Linked DNA regions of Rattus norvegicus: region 1 is linked to region 2. The links are chromatin contacts, called in public Hi-C maps. All regions are on one chromosome and are shown on one strand. Each heading gives the region's core, a stretch centred on a gene start, on an enhancer-like site or on the middle of the called end of the contact. The rest is flanking DNA. Distances are from core to core; before and after follow the strand shown. Region 1 has its middle 39 kb from the start of Ezh2. Region 2 has its middle 170 kb from the start of Cul1.

Evidence for each region. A called contact is a pair of places that touch in the nucleus more often than the background predicts.
Region 1: a Hi-C map of the A7r5 cell line shows a contact between it and region 2, with 3 times the contacts expected there. The contact joins two enhancer-like sites. A contact is called at or near these places in 4 of 12 Hi-C or Micro-C datasets (the A7r5 cell line, the Rat2 cell line, Schwann cells and 1 more).

Annotation. Positions count from the first base shown.
Region 1 is chr4:77,723,769-77,729,194 of GRCr8, forward strand. No RefSeq gene overlaps it. Among named protein-coding and RNA genes, the nearest start is that of Ezh2, 39 kb to the left of the region's middle. Within about 2 kb of position 2,248, at least 8 of the 93 cell types and tissues checked have an H3K27ac peak or open chromatin away from gene starts, as enhancers often do. A contact at or near this core is called in the A7r5 cell line, where this site is marked.
Region 2 is chr4:77,383,306-77,388,653 of GRCr8, forward strand. No RefSeq gene overlaps it. Among named protein-coding and RNA genes, the nearest start is that of Cul1, 170 kb to the right of the region's middle. Within about 2 kb of position 3,681, at least 4 of the 93 cell types and tissues checked have an H3K27ac peak or open chromatin away from gene starts, as enhancers often do. A contact at or near this core is called in the A7r5 cell line, where this site is marked.

The DNA of each region.
Region 1 (5,426 bases), core at 998-3,497, 340 kb after region 2:
GCCTGAACTTTTTTTTTTAAAAGAAGGTGGTAGAAGACTTTGGAACTTTGGACTAGAAAAAGCAATTTAACAGATCATTAAGCTGAACTTAAATGACTCAGTAGGAGCTTAAAAGATGTAGTACTGAGAGCAATGCAGACTATGGAGGTCCAGTTCCAGAGACTTTTTAGAGGGGAACATTATTAGAACTGGGTTAGAGGTCATTCCTGTATATTATGACAAAGAATTTAGGTGCCTTCTGTTGTTTTCCTAAGAACTTGTCTGAGACTAGATTAAAAAGTAATGTAGGAGGGATCAGAGTGATGGCTCAGTGGTTAAGAGCACTGACTGTTCCTTCAGAGGACTCAGGTTGAATTCCCAATACCCACATGGCAGCTCACACCCATCTGTGGCTTCAGTTTCATGAGATGAAAGCCACCTTCTGGGTTCTGTGGTCAACAGACTTGTGTGGTGCATGCAAATACATTTAGCCAAAACATCTGTACACATTAAGGAAAATCTTTTTTAAAAAAGTAAACTTTCTGTGATGGAGATTTCAAGGCCACATAATATTGAATCTGTGGTGTGGTGTGTTGTTGTATGGTTGTTGTTGCTGCTGAGTTTTTAAAGAGATGGTCTCACTATGTAGACTTGGAGTTTATAGATATAATATGAAGAAATGTGTAAGTTATTAAACAAACTGCTACGATTAGTATTAAATTCTCGCTTTATTTAGATGACAAATTCTCCACAGTTATGAAGTTGTTATTGGTTCTAACTAGCATATAGTATCTGGGAGCTGGCAAGATGACTCTGGTTACAGTCATGAGGACTAGAGTTTGGATCCCAGACACACAATAAGCCAGATGTCCCACAAAATGCCTTTAACTCTAGTTCTGAGGGATCTGATATCCTCTTATGGTCTCTACACCTAAAGTCATACACACATACACACATACATAAATATTTTTAAAAGAAAATAAGACATAGCATTTGACAACATTCCTAATATTTTTGCTAAACTGTATGTTTTTCAAATTGTTGAGTCAGCTAACTTAGCCTTCAGAAACCTCTAAGCTTTTGGTACCATCGTTTAATTTTTTAAAGTTTTATTATTTTATGTGTATGGTGCTGGTGTGAGTATGCAATGCCTGAGGTGACAAGAAGCAGGTGTTGGATCTCCTAGAACTCGTGTTAGAGAATATTGTGAGCATGGGTGCTTGAAATGGAAGCTGGGTCCTCTGCAAAGACAGTATTATTTTTCCTGTTTACAATTGTGTGGGTGTGTCTCTGTGGATACGTGCACGTGAGGGCCAGGAGAGGGCATAAGATCCATGGGAGCTAATGTTGCCAGTCATTACAAGCTGCCTGACTGGGACTGAACCCTGGTCCTCTGAGAGAGAGGCAAACAACTGCAAGGGCTGAGCCCATCTCTGTATCCTTGGTACTATCATTAAATCCAGGACAACTTTTAAATGTTAGCTTAAATTTAGGATTTTGTTCACGTTTCTGAAATTCCCAACACAACCCTATTCCACTTTCCCCATTCATTACAGTAGAGGTTTAGGAAGCTACCTGGGCCTATTTTTTTTTTTCTGAATAATTCACTGGCTTTGCCTTCACAGGAAAACATTAACCTACTAGGAAAACCCTAAGAAATATTTTCAATGAACTGCTTTATTTTGAATCAGTGGAAAAACTACCAAAATTTCCCAATAAGGGGTGTGTGTGTCTGTGTGTGTGTGTGTGTGTGTGAGCACGCGCGTGTGTGTGTGTGAACTAGGAACATGTATATGTCTTCAAATGTTCCATCTCAGAGCCAATTTCTCAGCCCCACAATTCTAAATTAAATAAACAAGCAAACAGCAACAAAGGCAAAAGACATTCTGAGAAAGGTTTATGTGTGAGCTGTTTCATATTTTAGTTTCCGGCTTATTTCATACCTGACAAAAACACTCAGGTCCAACCCACGTCTTCAGGGGAAATACCTCTCTTATGGAATATAACTTCATGTTATTCTGGCAATTTTTATGTACATAGCACTGAGGTATAGATAATCTCTCTCTTTGTCCTTATTCCCATATTTAATTTTCTGAAAAGTCACCGTCTCAGTTCCACAGTGGGTGAGAAGCCATGAGTAATATGGGGAGTGATTTAAAAGGAAAAAACATGCATAAAGGGGATTTTACAGGCACAGAGCCTCGCTGAAGGCTCAGAGCCTTGCTGGCGACACCTGCTGATGTGACTCTTTATCTCTACCCTAGGACTACTCTTGCAGGGCACATGCCAGGTCCCGCCCCAAAAGACCAGGCTCTCTAGCCCACAAGCCTCCAGACTCCAGGATACTTCCACTTCTCAGAGGCTCTGCCTGCCACCCCATGTTTCCTTATTTTGCCTCACCCCTTGGGGCAGGGCGAGAGTTCCCAGCAGATCTCTTATAGCCCTCATGGCTGCCCACGGCCCTCCGGGTTTACTTTCATATTTAGTTAGGCTCTACCCACAATTCACTTGCAAAAACTTGAAATGCAAAAAAAGCTTGGTAGTTAACCTAATTCTCCAAGTCATTACTTGTGACAGTGTAACTTTGTTTCATTTTCATCACATTTGGCGCGCTGATTTTATCTGTTTTATTTTTAAAGGTTATGGCATAGACCCCCTAAAAAAAACCTCCTTAGTTAGAAAAGATCCTAGAATTATAAATAGAGACTGACACTACTGTTTAGTTGGTCTGAAGGTTGTGGGTTATTGTTAAATTGTTTAACACTGTCTCCCCTCACACTCATACTTGACTAACAAGCTGCTGTTGTGGGAAAGTTAAGATTGCATTTAGTCCGTGATACAATAGAAAACTTTTAAAAACGAGATTACTTGTTTATAAGTATTCTGGTAAGATTAACTTTCTAGTTACACACATGTATTAACCTTCATAGTGTCTGGAACGAAAAAAATATGCAAAAAAGAATTATTTAATTAAAACACTAAAAAGTGTTTTTATTAGCTTTGAACTTACTAAAGAGTATATTTATTTCTGTTAAACAGCAGTAAGTTTCCATTGTAAGCAATTATGGAGGGAGGGGTAACCTTTATAGAAGAAACCATCTTTTTTTTTTTTTAGCATGAGTTTACGAGCCTGCTGTACTGTCCTGATATGGCTTGATCCAGTTGGAATTTTTGAGACAGACTCACCTTACACACCCTAGGCTGATCTTAAACTCCCTATATAAGCGTTTACCACTTGTCCCCCTTTTAAAATATTTCTACTTGTATAATTGTGTATGGATGGGAAAAAATCTTGAAGATAATACATGAAATTATTGACAGTGTTTACAAAACTCCTCAGGATGAGTCCAGTGAGCACTTAAGAATGCACTCGGTTTTGTTTGTTTTTTGTGTTTTGTGAGGTGGCGGTAATGGGAGGGGGAATGAGATGGAAGCAGGTGCCTGCGCAGTCCAGAAGAGGGCGCCTGATCCTTTACAGCTGGACTTAGAGGCAGTTGTGAACTGTCTGAAGTGGAACCGAGCTCTAGTCTTTTGCAAAAGCAGCATGTATTCTTTTGCTTGTTTGGTAGTGGTTTGTTTTGTTTTGTTTTTGAGATAAGGCTTTTGTATGTAGTCTTGACTGTCCTGAAACTCAATCTGTAGACCAGGCTGAACTCATAGAGCTCCTCCTGCCTCTGCTTCCCAAGTGCTGGGATTGTAGGCATGTGCCACCAGACCCAGCAATTATTCTGTTGTTGTTGTTTTATTTTGTTTTGTTTTGTGACAAGGTCTCATAGTATAGCTCTGGCTATCCTGAAATTCACTATATAGACCAAGCTAACCTTCCTGTTCTAAGAGACCCTATTGTGTTTGCCTCTTGCACACCCAGCTGCAACAGTGAGCTACCTCCAAGGTCCCAGATTTTAAAAATTACATTTTTTACTTAGTGTGCTTGTGAGTATCTGTGTGGGTATACATGTGCCATTGCTGGAGTATAGACAGAGGATACTTGCAAGGGTTGGTTCTGTTTCCACATGTGGATAGAGATTAGGTCATCAGGCAGTTTACTTTCACACTTAAATAGGCACCAAATATAAAAATGTAAAAGCTATGGGGCTGGGGATTTAGCTCAGTGGTAGAGCGCTTACCTAGGAAGCACAAGGCCCTGGGTTCGATCCCCAGCTCTGAAAAAAAGAACCAAAAAAAAAATGTAAAAGCTAATGGATTATGGGGCTTAGTGATAGCTCAGAGGTTAATAGTACTGGCTACGGGGTTGGGGATTTAGCTCAGTGGTACAGCGCTTGCCTAGCAAGCGCAAGGCCCTGGGTTCGGTCCCCAGCTTCAAAAAAAAAAAAGAGTACTGGCTACTCTGGTAGAGGACATGGGCTCCACTTTCAGCACCTTTGTCATGACTCAGAGTTCCAGGAGATCCTGGAACACCTACTCTTGGCCTCCATGGGCACCAGGCATGCGAGTGCTACACATTCATGTGGGAGAGACATTAACACACATAAAATAAGTCTTTAAAAGTATGTTGTTAAATTTCAGTATTTCTATATGTGTTTGTGAATGGAGAGGTAATGTTTTGTTGTGACTGTTGTTTGTGTTTGAGAACAGAGTCTCCACTAGCCCAAACTGGCTTCAAACTTACTACCTAGCCAATGTAGGGGCTTGAACTTCTGACCTCCCTGCCTCCACCTACTGAGTTTTGGGCATAGAGGTTTTTCAGATCAGCCCAGATTTAGATATGTGCTTTTTGTGTATTTGTTTGTTTCACAGGTAAATCGCATAAGCCAATAACTGACAGTCCATCAGTGTTGATTTTTGCAACCAGATAGGAAAGGAGTTTGCTGTCTCACTGTGTGTCACAGCAGTGTTTGTTGATTTTTCATCTATGGGTGTAGTCAACACCTGGATCTATTTGGTTCCACTCAAATTCAATCAACTGGCTTTGTCTTCTTCATTAACAAATACACTTGACACCAGGGTTGAGCTATCTGTATCTTTTACTATCAGTTTGCTTCTGCGACCTTGGAAGGAAACTCCTTATCCCTTCCCCTCAACATCTGCAAAGTTTAGTGAAGATGGTGGGGGGAGTTCAAGACAGGATTTACTGGGTTAGCCTCGAACTCAGAGATAATACCTATCTCTGTCTCCCAAGATCTGGGCTCAAAGGGGTGCACTATCATCACTCAGACAGATTTTGATAAGGATGTTTCTTAATCCTGAGAAGCACTTGGAGCTGCAAAGATTAAAAACAGAACTTGGTCACTCAACCTTGCAGAACTATCAATTCCTAAGTTAGGCACTGAATTTAAAACATTGATAATAATTGGCATCCTAAGGTTCAAATGATAGAACCTTGCTTAATGGTATACATATTACAGGCACTTCAATATCTGATACAGATACCAAAATGCCTATCAGAGATTAACTCAATTGTGAAGGAAATGGACTAGAACTAAAGT
Region 2 (5,348 bases), core at 2,431-4,930:
CTAAGTTCCTCTAGGACAGAGGTCACAGTTAAATCACCTGTCTCCCTCCAACACAAAGAAAGCAACATGATAGGTGCTCTTTAAATATTGAGTGATTGACTGAATGAACTTCTAGTCCTCTTCTATACGTATGTGTTTATGGTGCTAAGCATGGACCTAGGGCCTCAGGCAAGCTAGGTAAGAATTCTTCCACTGAGTGAGGAAGAGAAAAAGAGATAGAGATAGATGTGGGGGAGGGAGATGAGGTCATGTTAAATTGTCCAAACTAGCCTTGAACTCACTCACTAATCCAAGCTGGTCTTGAACTTAACAACCTTCCTGTCAGTCTCCTGGGTGGTTGGAGCTACGTCCGTGTATGACCAACTAACTGCCAGCTTCTCTGTGATGTTTTTTTCTTTGAATCTCAACTGACCAAACAGCAGTGTTTTCATCAACAAAAGGCTATGTCTTATGGAAAAATAAAATCAATAAAACAAGGTCCTCAGGAGTAGCAAGGTTGATAGCCTGTGACAAGAGAGAAATGGGTAAGGACAGAGATGGGGTCCCGCACATCCATCAACAGGGCAGTTGAGCCCAGTGAAGGGAGGGTCCCCAGGAGAAAAAGTGTTCAGCAATATCACATTTGGTCACAAAAGGGTTACAGTGTATGATTTCAAAACCCAGGATCTGAGCTAGATATGGTGGCTCACACTATAATCCCAGCATCCCAGCTGAAATGGAAAAATTGCCTTGAGGTCAAAGCTAGCCTGGAGTACAGAGTGAGATCTTGTCTCAAAAACTAATAAACAAATAAATTGCAGAATTGGAAGATAGAAATGTCCAGGTTTGATCTTGGTCCCACTCCCTGTTAGCTTCATGATCTTGCACTAGCTATCTAAAGTCTTGGTTTCCTTGACCATAAAATAGCAAAATTAATAGCACCTATTTCAAAGGTAACCAAAAAGAAGAAAAACAAATGAATAAAAATGCTTGTGGTATGCTAGCCCCATGTCAGTTATACAGTAAGTGGTCAATAAAAGCTAAGTTCTTAGTAATAGCTGAGATCCAGCTCTGGTTAAACATGGGAATTCCAAACATTGTCTCCAGACTGTTAGAGAGGCCTCTGTTTCTCTCGATGAATCTGAACAACTGAATGTAGCAAATGTATGAGTCTGTATCTGTAGTATTATTATAGAGCAGGCATTTAGGGGCATTGAAGGGCCCTTCAGTTTTTCAGGGGAAGAATTATTCTGCAGTGTGACATCGATATTTGAAGCAGATTTTTAAAAATGAATTTCCCTCTTTAAATTGCATCTTAAACTGGGAGTCTCTACCTCATAATCCTGATGAAAGAAAAAGTTTCTTCTTTACATATGTATTTCCCTTAGGAACACATCCCAAGAGTTTCTTGGATTCAAATGAGGCCAATGTAATCAAAAGAAAAAAAAAACATAATGACTCCAAGTGTCATTAAAGTGTGGAGTGAAGAGAAATATGCTTCTGCTAGCAAAGCCTTCTGGAAGTACCCTACCAGCCCCCCACCTTGTTTTTATATGCAGTTCTGTAGACCACGATGTTTCCCATTTACACGGAACCCTGTTGTCAGGAGTAAGTTCTGTAAGGATTGCACATTTCTAACCCCAAGTGCTTGTAATGGCCCAGCTTCCCCCGGATCTCATCCCTCTCCAACAGCACACATTGCTGATGCCAGTTCCATGTATCTAAAATTACTACCTCAGAGTAACAAATCCAGTCACACCCAAGCCAATTCTGACCCTCCTGTCAGCCTGATGAGTACCACAGCTGAGCACTTCATGATGGAGGGACAGTAGGGGACTTAAGGTGGTGAAGCCTTTTGAAGTCTCTGCCTGCCCCTTGGAGCCCTTGCTTCCTGTTGAATACATCTAGTTTGTTCCATTAAGGCACCTTCTGGCTGCCTCCCTTTTACTGTGGCCTGAGTGCTGAGGCTTATCGATCGGTTGAAGCATTCTTTGTGAGCTTTGGGAACCCGCCAATGGTGACATAACCCTTTGCCAGCTGCAACCTGAGTGCTTCCCTCTGCCAGCCCAGACAGAGGCACTACCCTGCAAGTGGCCACTCCATGCTCCCCTGTGTGCCTGTGATAGGGTCTTCAGGTGATCCTTTAGGGTGACATTTACCCTGTGCACAGGGTAGCATGAGGTGCTGGGCCACATCAGTCAGCTTTTCTGAGTGAACCTATACAGCAATATCACAGGCCAGAGCAAATGCACCCATTGTCACACAGACAGTTCCACTTTGGGGCCACTTTTAAAATGTAAAGAAGTGTAATCATGAGGTCTTTGGTTGGTTGTGTTTTGGATGCTCTTAGCTATGGGATAACAGTCAAAGTTCTTAAGTGAGAAGCGTACTAGTGACTTCCCCCCTTTTCGTGGGGAAATAGAGATAATTTAGCTTCAGTGTTGAAATATTTGACATCATTAAATATCACTGAAAGTAGAAAGACAAGGACTGGTACTTACATGGGTTTATCATACATGTACAGGCAGGAGAGAACATATATCTAATATACTCATGTACATGTAGGGAAGTGGTATGACTATACGCAAATGACCGAGGAGCAGCAGACAGGAACCAAACCAGGAAGGCAGACAATGAAGCAGGCATGGAAGTCTCTAGAATTCCAACCTGAGGACAGTGAATGCCAGTTTTACAACACGAGAGTTTCGGGGACTGGAGAGAAGCGCAATGCTTCAGAGCACGTGCTCCCACAGAAGATCTAGGATCAGTTCCTAGCACCCACATGGAGGCTCACAACCATTCATACTCCAGTTCTAGGGAGTTAACACCCTCTTCTGACCTCTCAGGTACTACATACAAGCAGTGCACAGACATACATGCAAGAAAATAAAACCCATACATGTGAAGTGAAATGAATCAACCCCAAAAGAGTTACAGCTGACACAAGTGTGTGGCAAAGTGGTGAGACCCCGATTTACTACCATATCTACATGATGTAAGGCACTTAAAACTAGGAGTCACGGTCCGAAGCTACTAGACACTAACTGTTCTGCTGTTCTGTTTAGTCTTACAGTGATTTAAATGCTTCAGGTGTAGCTTGGACAGTCACATCATTAGAGGCAAATGGCATTTAGAAATTTGTTTTTATATTGTTGAAGATTCTCCAACAACCTATGTCTGAGGGTACATGGGAGTCCTGTTCAAGGCTTCGTTTTTAATAAGAAAGATCTCTTTTATTTTTACCAGGCTGATAGATTTCTGATTTGAAATAAAACGAATTCATGTGAAGTTCTCAACATAGAACGGGAAGGACAAAACAATTTCAGGATTTAGCCACTAGATGGCAGATTCCTACAGTTAGAGGAACAAATAGTGATTCAAAAAAAAAAAAAATTACCATCTCCAAGAACGTTATTTTAAATGTGTTCAAAATCAAATACTTGCTCCATGTGTAACCAAGAAAGTATCTGCGACATTAATCCAAACGGGAAGTATGATAAGATTTAAAAAAAAAAAAAACCACACACACATACACACAAAAAAACCCTCTTATTTGGACCCTGGGGATTTACAGGAAAAAACAAATGTTCTCTACATGTTTTTGGCTGAGTCTCTCCCAATAGAAAATGTGCTTTTATAATGTCCCCAGTTTACTGACTCCTCTCATGCTTGCTTTAGATACCCCAGAGTTTATCCTTGACTCAAACCTCTGCCACTAGATGGCTGCTGGTTAACCTTTACCAGCTATAGATCAGTGTCTGCATGGAAACCTGAGGTGGGACCCTGCCTCTGCCTTTGGCCAGCTGCATACATCTCTAACCTGTCTGAGGCTTGAGGTCTGCAAGTCTTCGTACTGTTGTGTGTCTGTGTCTGTATCTGTCTGTGTCTGTGTCTGTGTCTGTGTCTGTGTGTCTGTGTCTGTGTCTGTGTCTGTGTGTGTGTCTGTGTGTGTGTCTGTGTGTGTGTCTGTGTGTGTGTGTGTGTGTGTCTGTGTGTGTGTCTGTGTCTGTGTCTGTGTCTGTGACTGTCTGTGTCTGTGTCTGTGTCTGTGTCTGTGTCTGTGTCTGTGTGTCTGTGTCTGTGTCTGTGTCTGTCTGTGTCTGTGTCTGTGTCTGTGTCTGTGTCTGTGACTGTCTGTGTCTGTGTCTGTGTCTGTGTCTGTGTCTGTGTCTGTGTGTCTGTGTCTGTGTCTGTGTCTGTCTGTGTCTGTGTCTGTGTCTGTGTCTGTGTCTGTGTCTGTGTCTGTGTCTGTGTCTGTGACTGTGTCTGTGTCTGTGTCTGTGTCTGTGTCTGTGTCTGTGTCTGTGTCTGTGTCTGTGTCTGTGTCTGTGTCTGTGTCACAGGATGCCTGCCTAACAGCCTGCTGGGCCGTGAAGTAAGGGATAACTTAGCTGCCCGCAACTCCTCACAATATCTTCCCAGCCTCCCTCAGCCTTTCCTATCATGAAAGCTTGACCTCACATCCTTACAAGCATCTTTCTCTGTAATCTGATTTTACATTTGGCATTGCATCTGACTTTGATTTAGTTTGGTTTGGTTTGACTTTATCGAAACAAAGGAATTTGCTCTGAAGCCAAAAGAAGGCTGAGTCTGACTTTTGTTTCCGTGTTTAATCGTGGGTTAATGTGGAACATTTTTAAACCTTTGGAAGTAACTAGCTGCTCACGTGCAGTTGTGAGATTTAATAGACTCCATCTGCCCTTTACTGCACACACACTCGGCATCATCTTTAGCAGCTACAGCACATACCGCAACCAGGACACTGGCATCCAAGTCGTGCAGAGTTCACCAGTTTTACCAGCACTCATTTGCTTGTGTGTATTTAATTTCTGCAGTTTTAACACATGTGTACATCTATGTAACCATTGCCGTAAACAGGATACAGAACGTTCCAATGAACCCTTTATAGCCACTGTCACCTTCATCTTTGCCCTTAACCTCTGAGAATTACAAGGATCATCAGTGTCTAAACTCTGTAATTTCAGCTTTTCAGGGTTTTATCAGTGGAAGCAACCAGGTATGTATTGTCTGGGACTGGGTGGGTTTTACTCAGAATGATCCTCTTGAGATTCATATGAATTGTTGTATGTATGTTCTCATTTTTACTGCTAAGTAGCATTCCACACGATGGATGTGTCATAGTGTGTTTAGTGAGCTAAACACACAGTAAGAGATTTATGTGTTGTTTGCAGTGTGGGACAAGATAGTTATATCTTCTTTTAAAATTCACATAAAGGTGTGTGTGTGTGTGTGTGTGTGTGTGTGTGTGTGTGTGTATAAGAATAAGTTTCATTTTATCTTGGGGTGCAATTCCTTGTGGCCATATGGTAAACATGTGTTTAGTTTTATAGGGAGTTGCCAGTGTTTTC